Regions from separate parts of the Hordeum vulgare genome. Here region 1 is linked to region 2. The links are chromatin contacts, called in public Hi-C maps. All regions are on one chromosome and are shown on one strand. The core of a region is the stretch at or near the end of the contact, and the rest is flanking DNA. Distances in the headings are between cores, read along the strand shown. Region 1 holds the start of LOC123411429 (RNA-binding protein L-like). Region 2 has its middle 550 kb from the start of LOC123411429.

What was found. Hi-C and Micro-C count contacts between places; a contact is called where the count stands out from the background.
Region 1: a contact with region 2 is called in a Hi-C map of leaf, with 2.6 times the contacts expected there. The contact joins the promoter of LOC123411429 here to the enhancer-like site in region 2. A contact is called at or near these places in 2 of 6 Hi-C or Micro-C datasets (leaf and seedling) and 1 of 1 datasets of contacts at active chromatin or transcription factors (embryo).

Annotation. Positions count from the first base shown.
Region 1 is chr7H:325,982,095-325,985,777 of MorexV3_pseudomolecules_assembly, reverse strand. LOC123411429 (RNA-binding protein L-like) reads left to right here and starts at 1,258. Exons shown (of 6, transcript XM_045104367.1): 1 at 1,258-1,709; 2 at 2,290-2,752. The coding sequence starts at 1,386.
Region 2 is chr7H:325,435,868-325,439,344 of MorexV3_pseudomolecules_assembly, reverse strand. No RefSeq gene overlaps it. Among protein-coding and RNA genes, the nearest start is that of LOC123411429, 550 kb to the left of the region's middle. Within about 2 kb of position 1,619, at least 3 of the 3 cell types and tissues checked have open chromatin away from gene starts, as enhancers often do. A contact at or near this core is called in leaf and seedling, where this site is marked.

The DNA.
Region 1 (3,683 bases), core at 9-2,508, 550 kb before region 2:
AGCAAAAACTTCTCGCACGAGCTCAATTCCATCTCCGATGGTGGCTCTCCGGCCACGGTAGATTAGCGGATCCGGGGGAGCCGGTCCAGCGACTCGATGAAAGAGGGCAGGGGCGCCCCCGCGACGCGATTGAGCCCGTAGATTTGGCCAGAATCGCCGACGGCACACGGGCGGAACCAATGGCGGGGCAGAGGCGGAAGGGGGGGGGAAAGGGTGCGGGCTGAAATGTCCCTCCCACCAACCGCTTTCATATGATACGTGGAATCGTAGAGCGAGGCGGAAACATGTGTTTTCGCGGGTCGGGGAGGGAATTTTGTCGCACCCCTCAAATTTTTTTACGGGTCGGACGCGTTTACGGGGTATGATCGGGTAACATTTTCCGCGCAGACCCGTATTTGGACGGTTATTTTACGGATCTAGGCATTATACGGGGTGTGTTAGAGATGCTCTTATACGAGGTCTGCTAGAGATGCTCTTATACGGGGTGTGCTAGAGATGCTCTAAGGCGTGTGCCAATACATCGTTTCGTAGCACGTTATTATAGGAGGATTAATAATTTAAGAGACCACTAACCCAATGCATTATTTTTTAGAGGTTGTCTCTAAATTTAATGATTTGATCCTCATGCATAGATGTGATTGAGCTATTAATCATTTTTACCTATGATGGCGTGCAAATATTGTATCTTAAATTATTAACTAGTATGACATATCATCGTTACCTAGTATGACACATATGACACATAATCAAAACCGTCATGAACCCGCGCTAAGAAACTTCTATTGCACGGGCCTAAGAGCAAGTACAATAGAGCTGAATCAAAGGGGCTATAAGAAATAAACTAATATATTTTTGCTTAGTTGGAGAAAAGAGAAGATGAGAAAGAAAATAAACGAGCTTTTAATTAAAAACCAGCACTAGCACGTGCTCCTAGATATTTATGAGAGTGAAAAATAGGCCATATAACAAAAAAATAACACACTCTTTTAATTACCTATTACTCCCTTCGTTCCTAAATATAAGACCTTTTACATATTCTATCATGGACTACATACGGAACAAAACAAGTGAATCTATATTCTAAAATATGTCTATATACATCAGTATGTAGTTTGTAATGTAATCCTTAAAATGTCTTATATTTAGAAACGGAGTATATATGTTAGTTATAAGATGAGTTATACTGTACTCGGTAGATGACATGATGAGCAGCAGGTGCCGAGTAGAGATATGGGGTGGGGCGCCAGACGTCTGCGTCCGTCCTTGCACGTTGGCCCTCACACGCGCACACATCGGGATCGCAATCCAACCCCATCTCGTCCTGCTCCTGCTCCTGCTTCTGCTCCCGTTCCCTCTCCGCGTTAGGGTTCATCGTTCCAGCCGCCATGATGCCACAGCCGCAGCCCGGCGTTGCCCCACCGCATCCGGCGTCCGGCGCGCCGCCACAGTGGGGCGCCATCCCACCGCCCATGCTGCCGCACCAGCTCTACGCGCCGCCACCCCTGCAGATGTGGAGCCAGCCGCTGCCGCCCCAGCAGGCCGCGTATGGGCAGGCGCAGCCGCCTCCCCAGACCGCGTACTACGGCTGGCCGTCTGTCCCGACGCAGGCGCCCGCTGGGCCCAACGAGGCCAGGACACTCTGGATAGGGGACCTGCAGTACTGGATGGACGAGAACTATGTCTACAATTGCTTCGCGAGCACCGGCGAGGTACGTGCCTCTCGCTCTCCGGTGCCATCTCCTCAGAATCCGTTGTATAATTGTTTCAATATGTCGATGTGGATTTTACCAGTGATTTGTCGTGGGCCCGTGGGTGACGCTTGACGCAAATGTTATGTAGCTGCGCGCTTTGCTGTATGGATCGTTGCGATTAATGCAATGGACGTTAATTCGTGATTACACATCCGTGTTTGATGCAATATATGTGTTTATGTGTGTCAGGCCCCTGTCTGAATTCAAACTACTGTTATTCTTCAGTTAACCGTTTTACTTTCTGAAGAGCCACTTGAGCCATGGGATCAGGTTCTCAGTTTTTTTGTTTGGTTTTGTTATTGGTTCCTTAAGCTTATTTGTTTCACAATAGGCTGAAACTAAATTTTAGGAATGACTGTGGCCAAGGTATTTTGCGAAACTGAGTTGCTTTTCTATTATAACTGGTTTATTGATGTTGTAACTGGTTGACTGATTCAGATTTGGGATTATTTATCATCATGTGTTCTACAAATTATACTCTCTGTTTGTGTCTATCGGATACATATTGATCTTTCATATTGTCCTCTTTAATTTATAGGTACAATCTGTTAAACTAATTCGTGACAAGCAGACTGGACAACTTCAAGGTTATGGCTTTATTGAATTCACAAGCCGTGCTGGTGCTGAAAGAGTTCTTCAGACATTCAACGGGGCAATGATGCCAAATGTTGAGATGACATACAGATTGAACTGGGCGACTGCTGGTGAAAAACATGATGACGGCGCTGATTACACAATATTTGTTGGTGATTTGGCTGCTGATGTCACCGACTACTTATTGCAAGAGACATTTAGGGCACAATACCCCTCTGTTAAGGGTGCAAAAGTTGTAACAGACAAATTGACAATGCGCTCAAAGGGCTATGGCTTTGTGAAATTTGGTGATCCTACAGAACAAACTCGTGCAATGACTGAAATGAATGGGATGATCTGTTCTTCCAGGCCCATGCGTATTGGTCCAGCTGCAAATAAGCAAAAAGCAAATGGAGTTCAAGAGAAAGGTAAGCACTAAATCCTTGTCAACTGAATTTAATTTGTTTTAGCTGCATTTTAAAGATTATTACATTTGCATTTGACTTGTAATTGATTTTATGTGTTCATTTTCTCCTTAGTTGTTCTTGCAGTTACCTGTTCTATTAGCCTCTTGTGGTTCAGTTTCCTTTACTAGTTGAAAATGTATTGAAGCTTGGCTTGAGCAATAAGTTTGTAGATCCACAACATTTCCTTCGTGAATTCGGATCATTTAATAATACACTTTAGGATTCTGAAGTACTCATAAAACTCCCATTGCGTCGAAGCAGGATACCAACAGGCTCTCTACGACTGACATGAACAACATTACATGTCTCGTGTAATGTGTGACCTATGTTAGGTTAGTGTTAATCGTTTATGTCCTAAATTTGAACCTGGCTCTTTTGGTATCCACTACTTCCTTTCCAATGTTGTTCCTTCCACGTACTCATTTTATTTCTTCTGTATCTTCAATTAAAGGTGTCTCTTGAAGTTCACAACCTTCGTCGGTCGTAGGGTCCGTGGCAGAATGTGTATAGTGTAATGTCTCGTAAAACAGTTATGGGGTTGAGTAGTCCTTACAATTTCTTCTAAATTTCTTGTGTTGGATGACATGTTCAAATATCAGTGTCCTTGCCAATCAAGTTTTAGGTTAATGCCAAAAAGGCCTTCCCAACATGGGTAGTTGTACAAATTTCTTAGGAATGGCCAGAGCCTTTTCTACCCGGAGGCTCTTTGTGCTAATTCATCCGAGAAATCGTATATGATAAAAGCACATGTAAGCCAATGTACCCCTTCTTCAAGCAATGGATGAAGGTTGTCTTCGGATGATTGCGTACAACGCTCATGTGATGGATGGGTATCTTTGAATGGCTGAAGATACAATCATAAAGTGCGCAAGTGTTTGCCGGTACTGTGGTT
Region 2 (3,477 bases), core at 370-2,869:
GGCGGCGGCGGTGGAGCGGTGGCCATTAGTAGTTCTGCAAAAAAAATATAGTAGTGGCGCACCACCTACAAATGCGCCATTAGTAACCCTGGTTACTAATGGCGCACCAGCTGGTGGTGCGACATTAGTAGTTTTGCAAACAAAAAAATTATAGTAATGGCGCACCACCTACAGATGCACCATTAGTAACCCTGGTTACTAATGGCGCACCAGCTGGTGGTGCACCATTAGTAGTTTTGCAAAAAAAAAGTAGTGGCGCATCGAGTGTGTGGTGCGCCATTAGTATCCATCACATTAATGATACACCTGCACATGGTGCGCCACTACTATATAGTAGTGGCGCACTACTTGTCTAGTGCGCCATTAGTGTCTATATCATCTACAACCCTTTTCCTAGTAGTGAACTAGTGGATAACGGGGACACACCCAGAATGCGTGCAACATGCCTTGGCATGCAATAAGCATGCTCTGGAGCATGCTAAAGTGCGCTCCCGCACTCAATATATCATCTTGCTCTCTCAAGATCATGTTCTTTGCTTGTTTTTCAATTTAATTGATTTGTTGCGGATCTTCTCAAGATCCTTCCATCTTATCAAATTTTTACTTCAGTTTCCTACATAAGTGTTGTCGAAATTTTGTGTGAATACTTGCTAGTTTATCATATCATTCTTCATATCTGTGCAACCTTCAAGGATCGTTGGTTTCACTAGTTTGTCAAAGAAGCGACTAAGTTTTACCTATTGCTCTTTCTATGCCTCTTCCCCTTTCATTCTTAGATCTCGGGGCGAGATCTCTTTTTAGGACAGGAGACTTGTAACAGCCCGAGACCGACGCTCCAGAAGATTCCCCTCTTATTTCTTTGTCGTCGTCTTATTATTTGTTTGATGCATTCATCTTTGTGTCATGCTCATCATCTGCATTGCATCGCCACTCTGTTGCCCCAGTTTTCAAATCAACATCCATAATTAGTTGTCGGTTCCCTCCGTTTTTATCGTTGATCGTTTCGAGACCAACCACGCACGCACGTGTCCGTAGCATCGATAACATATTGTTTTCTAAGTGCGTATAAAATATTCTCGGATTGGCCTGAAACTTGGCGTGCGGTCTTATTTTAATATACGTAGGTCGCGTGCCAAATTTCGTCGCAATCGGAGTTCGTTTGATACCCCAACCATTAAACCTATAGCGGCCCTATAGCCGGCCCATTGACGGACGTCTTTCGTTGTTTTAAACTCTATCACCGGGTTGTCCGCTTTCCCTCTCTTCTATGCCTAGCCCCCTCTCCACACTGCACAGACCCTACGTGCAACCTAGCCTGAAGACCCTGTAATACCCCAAAACATGTCCGCTATTTGTTTGGTCTACCCTAGCCTATATTTTCTCGACCGTCGGATGACGATGGGAGAGACCAAATAACCCCCTAGCCAAATTCACCTATTATTTATATAGAAATGTAGTCCACGTACAACCTAACCCTAGAAAAATCCCTAGCCCTCCTCCCATTACGCGCCGCGCCGCCACCCATTCAATCCTCCCTCGTGGTCCCTCTCGATCCATTCCACCAAGCAGAACTCCCGACCACCTCCCTGGATTTCCGCAGCCACGCAACAACAGCAAGCCACAGCCTCTAAAGGCCGAGAGCCTCGTACCCCTCATCTCTGGCCTCGATCCATGGTGGATCATACCAGTACCGGCGAGTGCCACCACAAGGTCGTGACAGCCTCGAGCATCATGCCCCTGCATCTTCTCCCTCTCTCCCCGTCTCATCTCTCACTCTCCAGCAACCTCTCTCTCCCATCTTTCCCCTGCAGGAACGACCCCCATGGCCGGCTGGAGCATGAGCCCCCGCCAAGGCCGTCGCCCAATGCCGAAGCTTGCGGCTGTTCGACCTCAACACCGCCGGAAATGGGTCCCCTGCCTCGCCCTCCTTTGGATCCAGTGCTCTCCATCGGACCCGAGGACCTCTGCAAGCTTCGCCATGCTCGTTCCTGGTCGTTGTCAGCCCTGTCTCGAACATCAGGAGGTCTGGTGCTTACAGCCATGGAGCGGCCAAGGGAACCGCAACGCCCCAGCGCAGCCGCTTCGCCCCGCCGCCTTTGCCTTTGCCGCTAGGCCGACCCTCGCCGGAGGAGCCTCCGCCCCACACCTTGCCGCGCCGGATCCCGTAACTTGTTCATCCGCCTCCATCGAGCGTAGAGATCGAGAAGAGGCTTGATCTGCTGCCCGCTTGCTGCGCTGTGCGTCGGCCGTGCACGCACATGGCCCATCAGCGCCCGGCCCGCTGCTGCATCCCCGAGTGAGCCCCGCACGCTGGCGCCCTCTCCTTTCCCCGCACGCTGGCGCCCTCTCCTTTCCCCGCTATGAGCAATTGCACGATCTGATACTCTGTTTTCCCTAGATCCATCCGACATATTAGGTTATTCAGATTTTGCACTATATTCCTGCCGTGGTACATGCAATAGCTCGAGTGGATAGTGCCATCCCGAGTGATACAATGACACCGGGCCCTAGCGCCCTGTTGACTGATATTGAGATGACCAGTTGACCACCTGTGTGGCCCCATTGCAGTGGCTAGCCCAGCCTATCTCTGTTGCTCGTAGTTTTTATTTTGTCTAAGTACTGTAATTTAGTTGGATGCAACGACGGATAGGAACGAGTTATATATATAAAATGACTATAATTTCAGGTAGGTTAATATTTTCTAACTCTCATGCTTATTGAAAATTGTTAGCCGTGTTGTTTGCATCGGTTTATGCTTATTGAAAATTGTTAGCCATGTTGTTTGCATCGGTTTACGTGTAGACATGATAGAAATGGTTTAATCCATAGTTAATTAACCATAGCTTCGTTAGAGATGAGCCATATATGTAAATGGACAAGAATGACGAGTAGAATCACGTGAACCAATTTGTTTGGTCGTTTAACTAACATAAAATATGATTAGGACAAATCTGCACAGGTTACAAAGTTAACACGTGGGGTCAGTTCGAAAATGCTATATGTCGTTTCCGGCCTCATTTAAAATGCTTAGATAAGTAGATTATTCGTGCTTCACCGCTTTCCATGTTCAGCAACATTTAATATTGTCGTGTACCTAAACGGGAATGAACTAAATAAATCGTATGGGGAGTTTTGTCAATATGCAACTCGTTGCATATTGATCTTCAATCAGTGTGTAGCTTTTGACTGTTGTGAATTTCCATGCCATGCCTTGCATAATTTAAACTCGAAATACATTATATTAGGGTGTACATCATATCATGCATGTGTGTGGTGAATATCGTGTGTTGAATATTATTTCCGGTTTGCTTCGTCTCGATAAAGTTCCGCAAGCATGTCGGAATGTGAGGACCCATTCGACTAGTCGATTCGTCTGCTTCAGGGAGTCGTTCTTCTTCCAAGCAGGATCTCAGGCAAGATGATCATTTCCCTAGATACCATTACTATCAATGCCATGCTAGTTTTATCGTTTCTTTG